Linked DNA regions of Mus musculus: region 2 is linked to region 1. Evidence: chromatin contacts called from public HiChIP or PLAC-seq data. All regions are on one chromosome and are shown on one strand. The core of a region is the stretch at or near the end of the contact, and the rest is flanking DNA. Distances in the headings are between cores, read along the strand shown. Region 1 has its middle 42 kb from the start of Zdhhc19. Region 2 holds the start of Tnk2os (tyrosine kinase, non-receptor 2, opposite strand).

Region 1 (2,700 bases), core at 12-2,511:
ATTTTTAAAAACAAAAATCAATATCCATTGAAACAGGGAACTCTTCAGTTCAGTGCAGGGTTTTGTTTTGTTTTAGGGGGTGGGGGAATTTAGAGACTGGGTTTCTCTGTGTAGGCTATTGTGTTTTATAAGAAAGAGAGAGAGAGAGAGAGAGAGAGAGAACCAGGATAGTTTGGTAGAGGTGGAAGGGGGCACCTCTGCAGGATGCCATGATAAGGCATCCCTCCTTCTCCTCTCCCCGCAGCCCCAGGTACCAGCCACGGATATAATATGGAAGAGTTTATTTAGGGCATGGGGAGGGGAGTTGAGGAGGGAGTAGAGACAGAAAAAGGCAGGGTGAGGGAGAAAGAGGGAGGGAGGGAGGGAGGGAGGGAGGGAGGGAGGGAGGGAGGGAGGGAGAGAGAGAGGAAGGGAAGGAGGAAGGGAGTTTGGGGAGAGAAAAGACAGAGAGGGTAAGAGAGCAAGAAAGAGAGAGAAAAGGAGGCAAGGAGCCCCTTTTATAGTGAGTTAAGCTTCCTGACTGTTGCTAGGTAACCGTGGGGCGGAGCCTAGAAGGAATGCTAACACTGGTGGTCCTGAAACTCACTCTGTAGACCAGACTCAAATTCCTAAGATTACCTACCTCTACCTCCTGAAGGCTGGAATTAAAGGCTGGCATTTCATTTTCATTCCAAGTGAAAAAGATTTTTGTGAGAACTCTCATATTAACTTCTCCAAGAGTAGGATAATAACTTAGCTTAGGTTTGACTTTTATCCTGACTCCATTTTGATTTTTAATTTGCTCTGTTGGTTTGATGTTCAGGCTTCGACCTTAAAAAAACCTTTCTGCCCCCTTATTTACACATAAATGTACTCAAAGCAGCATGTGAGTGCTTTTACCTAAATGGAATCATTTAATACATTTTTTTTATGCTCCATTCCCCAACATCAAATATTTGGTTTGTCTGTTTGTTCACAGATCACACCACTCAATGTGCCATGCACAGTTTATGCTTCCCTTGTTGATGGTCTGGACCCCAGCTCCTCCTCACATGACCCTCAGAGACAGGCTCTGCGGAGGAGTCCGTCCAGCTTCCAGGAAGCCTCCTGGGTTGGCTCACTTTGAAGCTGGGCCACCCACAGACCCTCACAGCTTGGATTCAAGATCAAGGACTCCCCCACCCTACAAAAGCCTGAGGGGCAGGAAGGACCCAGCAGAGCCCAGGACCTTGCTGAGGCCATGGTTCCACCCTGCTGGGTAAGCTCTACAAAGTTCTGCTGGCCAGGGGGCCCACCAGTAAAGAAGATAAAAGGAGAGGTAAGGTAAACACAGTGAGTAGGCTAAAGGCTGCAGCAGAACAAAGGGGCTACAGATACAAATATAAGAAGAGATTAAGCCCTTGCTTGATCTAAAATTAGGACTCTTGAGGAACAAGGTCTCAAGCTGGAGGCAGATGGTCCTCTAGGAGAGCAGCCCCTCTTCTAAGATTCCTTCTTCGTGCTTGATGGCTAGGGCTCTTGAGCTACAGTCCCTGTTAGGAACTCCTTCAGTTGGAATTTGGTTATCCAGTCAACTCTTAAGAGGAAAAAACACTTCACGAGTTAGGGAGAAAGGCCTTAGTACTATACCAGCATGCTTGGGCTTTTCTGTGCTGGAAACATCTCTCCCACGCCCTGATACTCAGTTACTAATGATTTTCTACCTGGCTTGTAAACTAATTCACTTAGCATTTAGGAAATAGCATCACACTTAGAAACTCTTCGTGGCCTTCCTCATTACCTAAGAATTTGAACTATACACTAGGGCCACTGAGAAAATCTGAGCTGATTAAAACTTCATTAGTATTTATTGATAAACAGTTTGTTTGTTTGTTTATCTTTTTATTTTATTTTATTTTATTTTATTTTGAATATATGAATATTTTGCCTGGATGTATGTATATGCACCATGTGTATACCTTGTACCACAGACGTCAGAAGAGGGCATCAGATCTCTGGGATCAGATGATTGTGCTGAAGGAAGATAAAATATTGTAACTTGTGAGTTTAGGAGCCCACAGCCCGGCCTGGGACCAAGAACAAAGCAGAACAGCCCCCAGGCATGCCAGGGCAGGGCTGTTGTTAAGGCATTCCTAAGAACATCTTGACTGTAAAGATACAAGGACCAGCAGGGCTATATTATCTAAGAATCTCCCCTCTGTCTATTGCCCCTTGGTGCCGGGTAAAGTCATACATCAACTGGTTGCTATGTGAACAAAGATAAGCCCCCCAGTCCACAGGAAGAAAGTCCTGATGCCCTATGTTCTTTCTGTTAATGTTTGAATAAGCCAATAGTGTGTCGCTGTGCTGAATTCCACATCCCTAAGCCCCTTACCCCATAAAAACCCCTAGCTTTCAAGCCTCGTGGCCAACATCCGTTATCTCCTGTGTGGGATACATGTCGGTCTGGAGCTCCGTAATTAAACGTCCTCATGTAATTACATCAAGATGGTAGTCTGTTCGTGATTCTTGGGTGCACACCGAATCGGGAGTTGAGTGGGGGTTTCCCCACTAGGTTCTATCAGAGCCACCATGTTGGTGCTGGGAATTGAACTCAGGTCCTCTGCAAGAACAAGAGTGTTGGCAACTGGTTCTAATGCTTTAATTGGGAATCTGTGAGTCTAATGCTGAAGGTCCTTGTCTTCAACTAATTGAGGGTTTTTTTTTTTCCAAGAAAATACT
Region 2 (2,700 bases), core at 97-2,596, 130 kb before region 1:
CACCATCTTCATGGGTAGTGTGAGCACCACACCATACAAGCGAATGAGGTTTCGGTGGTCTAGTGAATGCATGGCATTGACCTCCCGGATGAAGTCGTCCATGGCCTCTGGCTGGCTCAGCACGTCAGGCTTCAGGCACTTGACGGCCACACTCACCTGCCCAGTGCAGGATTAGCAGGGCGTTAGACCTTCATGGTTCCCAACACTGAGCTAACTGCACCTTCCAACTCAGAGTAAAGCCCCTTGCGTCAGACCTGTTCATCTGAGTGCACAAGCATGCCATCAGTTTATATCCTACATCCTCTGCACTGCAAGAGGGTGGCAGCTGACTGACCTCTAAAGGTCACTAAATGTGGGCCTCTTCTTTCTGGGCAAATTCCCAAATTAGCAGTGACAATAAATTAAGAGATGAGCAATATAAAGACAGAACAATAATATAGTTGAACTATAATGCCATAATCTATGGATGCCCCCCACCTTGGAAAAAGGGGTGCTGAGTGGCCAGGGCTTGACAAATCCTGCTGGGTGCTAGCAATATTAATATACTGTCTGGGAAGTGCATCTGGCCCTATATATTTACAATAATCTGTATCCCCCCACACCCCATACGTGTATGTTTGTGTGTGGTTATCCACTAGGGAGTTTTAATTAAGAGAAAAAAGGCTATGACTTAAATATGTAAATCTAATTTCTATCTTAGTGATGAGACATAGCTCAGTGGCACAGCACTTGCTTCAAAGCTGATCCAAGACCATGAAGGAAGGAAAGGATAAAGGGACAGAAAATACTTTGTCACTGCAGGTTCAAAGCCACCCTGGTCTACCCAAGATGCTGTCTCACAACAAATCCCTGCAGGGGTTGGGGTGGCAGGAGGGGGCGCTGCAGCCCTGCCTCAGCCGGGCAGTGGGAGCTGCAGGCCTTTGCCTTTCATTTTTCCGTGTCCAATCTTTCATAGTAAGCAAACTATCTTTAGACTTGAAAAAAAGAAATCACTGTGCTCAGTTAAACCTGAACATGGCTCAAAAGGTGAGTACTTTCACAACTGTCCCTAGTCACTTGTCGCCTGACAGAAGGGGAGAGGTGCCCACCCCAGAGCTCACCGTCTTCCCTGCGGGGGCGTCCCATTCACCCCTGCGCACCACGCCAAAGGAGCCATCCCCCAGCTTCTCCAGCAGGCGTAGGTCTTTCTCCCCAATGAGGCAGGTGAGGCTCTGCAGGGTCCCCTCCCCTGGCAGGCTCCCTGGGGTGGGGGAGGGCTTCCGGAAGGTGCTCTGAGAGTGCTGGGAAGGGAACTCGGCCTCCAACCGCTTTCCACTGAACACCTGTTTGAAAGCAGCCAGAAGCCAGATGGAACCCAGGGCCCCAGAGGCACTCAGTCCCACCCTACTGGTAAGCCTCAGACAGCTCCTGGCTTTGCCAAGCTGCCAGGGGCAGCCTGTTAAAGGCACACACTTCTAGCGTACACCCTAACGGGGAACCCACAGCTGAAGCCTCAGGGTAGTCGTCAAAAACAGATGAAGATGCTGCTTGTGGATGAAGTTAACCCCAAAACGGTCTGTGAAGACAGAGATAGCCCAAAGCCCTCCAGGTACACCCCCAAGCCCCAGCCCTGGCAGCCCTGGCCTTCAGCTCCTCCCCATCTTACCCTTCCCTTCCTGAACCTCCTAAACGGCACAGCCTCTTGCCCCTAGCATACAAAGAGAGGGTAGGAGCCCGAGGGGCCCTCCAAACACCTCCCTGTCCATTTTTAGCCCTGGCCCCTTCTCTGGGTTAACCATTTGGCACTGTCTGTCTCTATCCTCCCTGGGGAGTCGGCTGCCCTTCATCCTGCCCAGGGGAGAAGATAATTTTAGTCTGAGGTTGACCCATGAGTATGTGTTATGTGTGTGTATGTAGTGCAAATGAAGCCAGTCTTTGCTGGAGAAGGGCCTGGAAAGACAGCTGGATTTCTGGAGGGGCGCCTAGAGCCAAGGGCTGAGAAGGAAGGAAGACTAGAGGGGTCTCCAAGGCCTGTTTTGGAGAAAGAAGGGCCAAAGGTCAAGAGACAGGAAGAGGGGGGCTATGAAGGAACTCACCTGGCCATGCAATCTGACTTGGCCCCTCCACTGGGCATCTAAAGCTCTAGTGCCAGGCTACAGACTCTTCTCGTTGCCCTCAGAGCTGGCCAACCTTACCCGTGTGTGCTGAGTGATAGGTTCTTTCTCCCCAGCTGGTGAAGTGAGCCAACTCAAGCCACATTAGAGTGGTCATGGGGAAAGTGGGGGTATGGGCGGAAAAGAGAAAGAAAGAGAGGGTGTGCACAGAGAGAAGAAAGGGGCGGGAGGGAGAGAAGGAGATAGACAGACAGACAGAAAGAGTCAGAGAGAGATGGAAATGTCTGGGTTACTAGGGAAGAGCCTCTGGGAGAAGGGCAGCCCCTGGGCTGGAAAGTTCTGAGTTGGGGGTGGGGGGTGGGGCGGGCAGAGTATGCCAGGTAGGGACTGAGGGATGCTGGGAGACCCTGGAGGCCAGGTCTGCTTTGGTATGTAAAATATGCCCCTCAGCCCCTTGTCCCGAAATCAAACACTAAGGGCAGCTCAAATCTGAGGACCTGTTTGGACTTTGTCCCCTCCTCCCAGTATTTTCCTAATATTTGCCAATAAGTTCAATTTACAAGATCTACTTTCGCCACTGCAGCCACGAGGCCCTTTGCACAGTCCT

The links. HiChIP or PLAC-seq counts read pairs in DNA pulled down with a chosen protein or histone mark.
Region 2: a contact with region 1 is called in an H3K27ac HiChIP or PLAC-seq map of embryonic stem cells, with 5 read pairs. The contact joins the promoter of Tnk2os here to the enhancer-like site in region 1. A contact is called at or near these places in 1 of 39 promoter capture datasets (second pharyngeal arch cranial neural crest), 1 of 15 datasets of contacts at CTCF or cohesin (large pre-B cells), 2 of 484 Hi-C or Micro-C datasets (bone marrow-derived macrophages and liver), 2 of 115 datasets of contacts at active chromatin or transcription factors (embryonic stem cells and extraembryonic endoderm stem cells) and 4 of 9 other capture datasets (adipose tissue, embryonic stem cells, liver and 1 more).

What each region holds. Positions count from the first base shown.
Region 1 is chr16:32,536,887-32,539,586 of GRCm38.p6, reverse strand. No RefSeq gene overlaps it. Among named protein-coding and RNA genes, the nearest start is that of Zdhhc19, 42 kb to the right of the region's middle. Within about 2 kb of position 1,261, at least 38 of the 459 cell types and tissues checked have an H3K27ac peak or open chromatin away from gene starts, as enhancers often do. A contact at or near this core is called in embryonic stem cells, extraembryonic endoderm stem cells and pancreatic islet, where this site is marked.
Region 2 is chr16:32,666,843-32,669,542 of GRCm38.p6, reverse strand. Tnk2os (tyrosine kinase, non-receptor 2, opposite strand) reads left to right here and starts at 1,346. Exons shown (of 3, transcript NR_033493.1): 1 at 1,346-1,588. It overlaps Tnk2 (tyrosine kinase, non-receptor, 2), which reads right to left. Exons shown (of 16, transcript NM_016788.3): 4 at 1,101-1,322; 5 at 4-156.